2 separate regions of the Mus musculus genome follow, and region 2 is linked to region 1. A link is a contact called in public HiChIP or PLAC-seq data. All regions are on one chromosome and are shown on one strand. Each heading gives the region's core, a stretch centred on a gene start, on an enhancer-like site or on the middle of the called end of the contact. The rest is flanking DNA. Distances are from core to core; before and after follow the strand shown.

The links. HiChIP or PLAC-seq counts read pairs in DNA pulled down with a chosen protein or histone mark.
Region 2: a contact with region 1 is called in an H3K4me3 HiChIP or PLAC-seq map of neural progenitor cells, with 5 times the contacts expected there. The contact joins the promoter of Xpo4 here to the enhancer-like site in region 1. A contact is called at or near these places in 6 of 39 promoter capture datasets (the 3T3-L1 cell line, the HPC-7 cell line, cranial neural crest and 3 more), 2 of 115 datasets of contacts at active chromatin or transcription factors (astrocytes and neural progenitor cells) and 1 of 9 other capture datasets (pancreatic islet).

Annotation. Positions count from the first base shown.
Region 1 is chr14:57,114,102-57,118,103 of GRCm38.p6, reverse strand. Gm32912 (a long non-coding RNA gene) reads right to left here. Exons shown (of 5, transcript XR_383459.4): 5 at 3,910-4,002. Among named protein-coding and RNA genes, the nearest start is that of Gjb2, 11 kb to the right of the region's middle. Within about 2 kb of position 2,068, at least 46 of the 459 cell types and tissues checked have an H3K27ac peak or open chromatin away from gene starts, as enhancers often do. A contact at or near this core is called in astrocytes and neural progenitor cells, where this site is marked.
Region 2 is chr14:57,663,144-57,667,145 of GRCm38.p6, reverse strand. It overlaps Xpo4 (exportin 4), which reads left to right and starts at 1,908. Exons shown (of 23, transcript NM_020506.2): 1 at 1,908-2,258. The coding sequence starts at 2,190.

The DNA.
Region 1 (4,002 bases), core at 819-3,318:
TCTTATTACAGGTGCTTGAACTCTTTTGGTGTGTGTGTGTGCGTGCGCGTTCACGTGTGTTTGCACATATGTGTGCAGGGGCATATGCATATGTGCATGGTGGCCAGTAGTTGGTCCCATTTATCTTCAATCCCTCTCCATCTTAACTTGGAGGCAGACTCTCTCGTGGAACCTGGAGCTCACTGTTGCTTCTAGTCTGGCTACTCATCGAGGCAGAGATCTGTCCCAGCCTCCCCAGCCCCGGGATTACAGGCACAGGTCACCATGCCTGGCTTTTTACAGGAGTGCTAGGGATTAAATATAGCCTTATTGATGAGGATGATGGATGATGACTCTTATTAACACTGAAATCTTCTTGCTCTTGGTGTGACATGAGAATGAGTACCAAATGTATTTAGAGCATATGTGGGTTTCACGAAAATTTGTTGTTTGGGTCAATGTTCTCCAAGATCTCCCCTAAAGGCAAAGGGAGGTGGCTCCTGGACACAGTCATTTGGAAGGAAAGTTTGCACTTGCTGTTAGCATTTTGTCTAAGCTCTGCCCCAGAGTTACCTGACAACAGCCAGGTATGCCTGACTCACTATAAAAAGGGGCTTCTTGCCCCCTCCACTCTCATCCCCTTGCTCTTGCCTTCCGGTCCCCACTCTGTCCTCTTGCCCCTTCTCCCCTCCATTCTCTCCCCTGCCCCATGTGCTCATGGCCTGCCTCCTCTCCTCTCTTCTCCTCTCTTCTCCTCTCTTCTTCTCCTCTCTTCTCCTCTCTTCTCCTCTCTTCTCCTCTCTTCTCCTCTCTTCTCCTCTCTTCTCCTCTCCTCTCCTCTCCTCTCCCTCTCTCTTTCTCTCTCTCTCTCTCCTACCCTCTCAACTCCCCTCCCCATGCCCTGAATAAACTCTATACCATTGTCCCTCAGGAGGAAGAGATGCCTCAGCGTGGGCCTGCAGAGGCACCCCCTTCCCCCATACCTCATCACACATCCACCAAAACATATCCCCTCTCTCTTTATCTTTTTATAAACACATCACTTGCCTCCACTGACAACCAAGGTATATGGAGACTCCTTATTGCTGTGGAGACAGAACTAGAGTTCCAGCTCCTACTGTGACCCAGCAGCCCGGTGGGGAGACCACTGGTGGAAGGCCCCTACAATACAACACAGGGTTAGGAAGGCAATCCCTTAGTCCAGACAGACACCATGACATAGGGGCAGAGAGACCTGGTTCCAGTTGGGATGAAAGTCAAGTTCCTACATGTGCTTCCCTGACACACCCTTGGTGGAGAGAGAGCTCACTACAGTCTAATCAAGATAGTCTGGCCTCCCTGGCTCGGCTGGGCCCTTTTTTGGAGTAATGGGTTAAGTTCAGTAGCAGTATCTAGACTCTGTAGACTGTCTCACTAGGCGTCAATTTTCCTGGTTATTTCTGAATTTCTAATTAGTTAATTAGGGGGTTGGGGGGGGAGGGGTTTAGTGGCTTTGTCTGCACCCGTGGGTTTTTGGGATGACTGGATTTCCTGCATCTCTGCCCTCAACACAATCCTCTCTGGTGACTTCTTATTCACATCTGCACTGTCAAGGTCCCCCAGCCTCCAGGGTCTGCTGCTCTTAAAAGCCACTTGCTTGCCCAAGCCTCTGGGCATTGCAGAAACTCTCTCTAACCCTGGACTGTCCGTCCTGCCTGTCTTCTCAGCCCGTCCTCTGGACCAGTTCAAAGTGTGCACGGTGGCAGATTTTCTCTCTGCTCTATGCAAGCCCACTCCTCCACACTCTCCCTTCCAGCCTGCTCCTGGGCTATGTAAGCTTTCTGGAGTTCTCCCTGCTACTTCAGGGGTACTTCTCTTGGGGCTCGGGGGTGGGTGGTGGGTGGTGGCGGAGCTGCTCCATTGTCCCCCGACATGCGTCACATAGTGAGAACCCATAAACGTGTGTTGGATTGATCAGCACCCGGAATACCAATGCTTTCCTTCCCAACTTTTTGGCTGGCTGTTGGGTAGGGACTAAGGCTCATTAGCTTCCTAACCCTTACCGTAGGGACTCCAAGACCAGTAAACAGCTTCCTGCCTGCCAGTACTGCGGTTGCCATGGTTTCTCCCACCCCCTAGGACTACTAGGTGAATGCTGATTGACAAACCCGGGGCTGGCCAAGGCCTTTTCAGGAGGACTTGTGGGGGTTGGGGGTTGGTGCCCTAAAAGAATGTCTTGCAACCCTTCAGCGGGCAGGGCTCAGTGGGAGAGCTGGGGCTTGACAGCCAAGAATCTCTTTAAAGATACTAACCAGGAGCAGAGACTCCATCATTCATCATCTTCTGAAACATGAAGGTACTCGTTAGCCTAGATCATTTCTACGTATGATTTATTAGACAGGCAATAAAATCACCTTTCTCACTTTTCCAAATATTTTTGTGTATTTATGCACTCAGAATTTATGTGGCATTTTGACTCTCAGTTAGCAGGAGCTATTTAACTGTTTACAGTGTTACTTTCAGGTGCCACTGAATTCATTTGTAAAAATACTTTTATAGCTTCTTTTATTTATATATTCATTTATTTTTCTGTCATTCCTTTCCTTCTTTTTGAACCCTATGGGATATATATATATATATTAATTAGAGTCCCAGTTTAGGGGTTTTATGGGATTCCAGAGTGTGAGTCTGTTTTGTTTTGTCCTTTTCTGATGTGTTAGTTTTTGTTTTATCTTATTATTTTATCCCTTAGAAGCCTGTTGGGGGTGGATCCAGCTAGGAGGGAGATGTGGAGGAACTGGGAGGAGTAGAGGGAGGGGAAACCATTATCAGGACATATTATTTGAGGAAAAAAAATCTATTTTCAATAAAAGAAAAAATCTTTTTAAAAATCAATACAACTAGAGACTGGTCATCAGAGTCCATTCAATGTCCCACGCTCAGGAAGGGGGAGGGTAAATTTAACTTGTGGCTCATACCTGTAATCTTAGCACTGAGGAGGCTGAGGCAGGGGTATCAGGATTGGGCTAGAGAGTAAGTTCCAGGCTAACCTGGGCAAGAAAAGGGAAATCCAGTGGGGAATGTATGTTGCTTTCGGAGCCTCTGAATAGCCTCAGGAGAGGGAAGTTTCTTAGCAGTCAAGAGAGTAGCCTAGAGAGTGACATCGTATCTCCAAGCATTAGTGTTTGAGTCAGAGATTATTGTGGCTAAAAAGGTATCAAACTTCTCACCCATGGACCAGATGCACAGGATTTGTGACTTTCTCTGGGGAAAGGTAGAGGTCTTAAGGGTCCTCCAAGGCACCTCTTTCAAAACTGTCCTGGCTAAGCTCATGTGGCTCTGATAGAATACCGTGGACTCCAAGGCTCAGGAACAGTGGAGCTCTAGTTCTTGAAGCTAAGTGGTCCAAGATAAGACACCCACGGATATCCACCGGTGTCCAGTGAGGAGCCCTCTCTTCCTCCAGACAGTGGTTTTTGCCTGTGTCCTCAGGGACATGAGGGATGGGATGAGCTCTCTCCCCTCTCTTCAGAGGATTCCGTTCCACTCCATCGCCTCCTAAAACTTCACATTGAGCAGGATTTCAAGAGTGAATCCAGATCACAAGAGTCACATGTACATAGACACAGGCCGGAGGTCCCCAGGTCTATGATCAGAATGTCTAATCTCACAGCCCAGAAATTCTCAAGCTCCTTAGGCCACCCTCGTGCTTGTTCTAGATAGAGCAAGACACCTGCAATGTCCAGTAAGTTCTCTGAATATCCACTCTGGAAATGTGTCTTGTTCAGCCACAAGGTAATAAATACAATTGTTTAACACGAAAATGGCTCAGGTCTTTACAGCCTAGTGGGCTCAAAGCAGTAGTTTGGTCTTTCACAACTTCTCCCCTTCAAGGAGAGAGGCTGGGAGTGGCCCTCCAATCCCCTAGCAGGCCCCCACCCCCACCAGGCCCCCACCCCATGGCTACCAAGAATGTCTCCATCCTTAAGCTGGTGATCAACCTCCAGAGGTCAATAAGACATCCTTTCCAGCATCCTGCACCTG
Region 2 (4,002 bases), core at 659-3,158, 550 kb before region 1:
AAGGAAGTCAGGACTGGAACTCAAGCAGGTCAGGAAGCAGGAGTTGATGCAGAGGTCATGGAGGAATGTTCCTTACTGGCTTGCTTCCCCTGACTTGCTCAGCTTGCTCTCTTATAGAACCCAAGACTACCAGGCCAGGGATGGCACCACCCACAATGGACCCTCTCACCCTTGATCACTAATTGAGAAAATGCCTGACAGCTGGATCTCATGGAGGCCTTTCTTCAAGGGAGGCTCCTTTCTCTGTGATAACTCCAGCTTGTGTCAAGTTGACACACAAAACCAGCCAATATACCAGGTAAGTCTAGATTTGTGTCAAGTTGACAAAAACTAACTAGCACAGTGTATGTTACGGATGCATGAAGGCAGACAAGTGCAGAGGTCAGAGGGCAATTTACAGTCAGTTCTCTCTATTTGCTATGCACTTTAGGATTGAAGTTAGGTCCTCAGGCTAGTACTGAAAGTTCTTTTATCTGCTGAGCCATTTGGCTGGCCCCTGTTCACACAAATCTCAACAGGAAAACCACCATTAACAGCACTTCAACTAATTTTGTCATCTGGTAATGAAATGAAAGACACTTTTATTTCTCAAGCAAAAAAAAAAAAATCTCATTAATTTACTTCTCAAAAATAGTAGAGAAGTCAAAAAAATCCAAACAAACAAACAAAAAACCGATTGGCCATGCCTTTAATCCCAGCACTGAGGAGGCAGAGGGCAGGTGGATCTTTGTGTTTGAGGCTGGCCTGGTCTACAGCGTGAATAGAAAAATCCTGTTAAAAACACAAGAAAAGGGGCTGGAAAGATGGCTCAGCGGTTAAGAGCACTGACTGCTCTTCTGAAGGTCCTGAGTTCAAATCCCAGCAACCACATCGAGGCTCACAACCATCCATAGTGAGATCTGATGCCCTCTTCTGTGGAGTCTGAAGTCAGCTACAGTGTATTTACATATAAAATAAATAAATAAAGGCACTGAGAGTGGGTGGGGTGAAGAGAAGAATTTACATTTGTTTCAATAGAAACAATAGTAATAGAGAGATAGCTTAGTGGTTAAAAGCACTGGCTGCAATTCCAGAGGACTCAGGTTCAGTTCCAGCACCCTTACAATCATCAGTAACTCCAGTTGCTGGGGATTTGACACTCTCACACAGACATACATGCACACAAAACAATGCACATAAAATAAAAAATAAATCATTTAAAAATTAATGCAATTCTATTTCGAAGACACAAAACCTCAAAGGGGCGGAGGGCAGACTTACAAATCTCTGGGAAAACCAGGAAGTCTACAGAAGGAACTCAAAAACGTGGATTTTCCCCAGAAAGCAGAACAGGCAGTCAACAAAACTCAGAAAATGGAGCTGTCAGGTCGAAACATACAAATACTTCAACTAGACCACCTTTTGAACATTGAACTAGCTGATGTCGGGATCACTTTCCTGGACGTAGACTTTGAAAAACAAAACCTTAAAGAACCGGAGAGAAGACAGCGCGTTGAAGTTACTGTAACGCACCTTTCCTCGCAGATTCTGTACTTAGCATTGCTATTATAAACTCCTGAAGTCCAAAGCTGGCGGCAGCTGAGCCCTTACTGACTTCAGGAAGCCAAGTGGTTAGGGAGAGGGTTTCAAAAATCAAGAAAACCAAGCATTTCGTCCACGGATGCCCTTTTCTCACAGCGGAATGAACCGCGGAGCGGGAGGCATGAATTCTGGGCGTAGACGCACCCTTAGGAGAGCGCTTCCAAGGCTAAGAGATCCTGCTCCACACCGGACAGCCTATGGGAGCGAGAGGAAGCTCCCGCACGGGCAGGACACCCAAACCTTAACCCGCAGCTAACGGGCTGCGCGGCTCCGGTCCAGGACCTCGCGGCCCGCACCCAGCAGGGAACCACGCATGCGCAGGCCCCAGACCCGCGCGGGATGCCCGGCCGCGGCTGACAGAGCCAACCGCTCGGCCTCGCCCGGTGCCGGCTGCCGCCGCCCTCCTCCCAGCGCCGCGACCGGGCTCACGCTTGTCTCCTTCCAGCTGCTCAGGAATCGGCGGTCCCGTCAGGCCGCTGGGGGCGCGACGCCGACGGCTGCTGCGACAGCCCGGGAGGCGCGAGAGGCGCCGGGGTCGCGGCGGCGATTGGCCGGCCGCGGCGCCTGCTCCCAGAATGCAGCGCATGGCGCGTCATTGAAGAGAGACCATGATGGCGGCGGCGCTGGGGCCCCCAGAAGTGATCGCTCAGCTGGAGAACGCGGCCAAAGTTCTGATGGTGAGGACGCCGGGTCCGGAGAAACGGGGGATTAGTGGGACTCCGGCTGGCTCTCCCTGGTCAGGCCTGCTGTCCGCTGGGTTGGTGGCCAGGAAGGGCCTTGGGATGAACCCTGAAGTGGAGGTGGTGGTGGCGTGGCGCAGGATTCTCCATCCTACTTTCCTCTTGCCTTGGTTCTTTACTTTCTAGTGCTGTCTCCTTCCCTGACCGCCTTGTTCCTCCGCCTGGCACTGGGGTGTAGTGGTGTAAGATGGAGAGTTTCCTGTGCCGCCAGCTTCGCTCCATACCTCGCTAGGCAGACTGGGTAGCAGAGCAAGGCACAGGGTGAACCCCGCAGGACTTGGGTTAGGGAACATTCTTGGGACTGTGTGCATGACGCTGGGGAGTTGATCCTGTTAGGAGAGGGATGGCATAGTCTGGGTGCTGTTAGCAACCCTCGTTCTCTTGTGGATCGGGTCCCCTAGCTCTTTGCCTGACATGCAGACTGTTCTGGGTAACCGCAGCAGGCGGCACGTGGACGGACCGGCCGGAGGGAGAGAGGCTAATCTTTAGGACCAAGGTCGTTGGGGCAAAACTTGGTTCAAGACCTACTCTTTGTGGGTTTCGCGTTTTGGAAAACTGACTCTGTGGCAGGTTCCCAGGTACTTATTAGCTGAAGTCTAACAACTACCACGAAATAGTTTGGTGAGGGTGTTTGAGCAGGACGAGTCGGTATTATAAACAGGATTTCACATAGGGAGCAAAAGTAAGGAGAAGGATACTGTTTCGTTACTTAGTAAACTGTGTGTCTTATGCTTGCTGGCTCAGCCTGATTTCTTTCTTTCGTTCTTTGTAAATTATGACGATTGCATTTGTAGGGTTTTTTGTTTTGTTTTTAAAATTAGATGTCCATTTTATTACTTGAAATGATTTAGACATTTTAACAACTAAATGCAGCTAGATTTCTTTTTTACCCTACTTTAAGGTTACTGTCAAGGATTCTGTTGGAGCATCCTATTTAAGGATATTTTAGTTAAGGCCTGGAGAGACTGCTCAGTAGTTAAGAGCACGTGTTGCTTTTCCAGAGGACCTGAGCAGGTTCCCAGGTCAGGTAGTCAGTAGTTACCAATTGTAACTCCATTAAGTTTTGTCTTCACATACAATATAAGATGCTTTGGCTTTTAGAAAGTGAGAAGAGGGCCTAGAGAGATGGCAGCTCAGGGATTAAGATCACTTGTTGCTTTAGCAGAGGACCCTGCTCAGAACCCATGGTGATTTACAACTGTCCTTGACTCCAGTTTCAGGGTATCCGATGACCTCCACGGGCCATGCAGATAAAACACATAAATAAATCTTTTAAAAAAACATGCAGTAAAATCTTAGGTTTAATAAAAGTTTACGAAAATCCCCAAATACAGCACCCCCGAAAATACCTGATTTCCTAGGAAATAGGGGTAATGTTTTTAATTAAATTCCAAGAACTCAACAGTGCTCTAGTATTGAAATTGATAGGTTAATTGATGGTGTTCATCATCGGCCTGATGGGCATGAAAAACAGTACTAGTATTCTGTTGAGTGCTAGATTTGGGTTCTATATTATGAATTCCTGTAGCAGCTTTGTACTGTGGAGAGAAACTGAGGTTCAAAGCAGTAGGTCACAGCAAATTTAGTGATGAAACTGATTCATTACTTAGTTTACCAGATTCCCATTTCAGAATTTAGAACTCTTTACTCTGTAGCATAGCTAGGTTAGACCTCACTATGT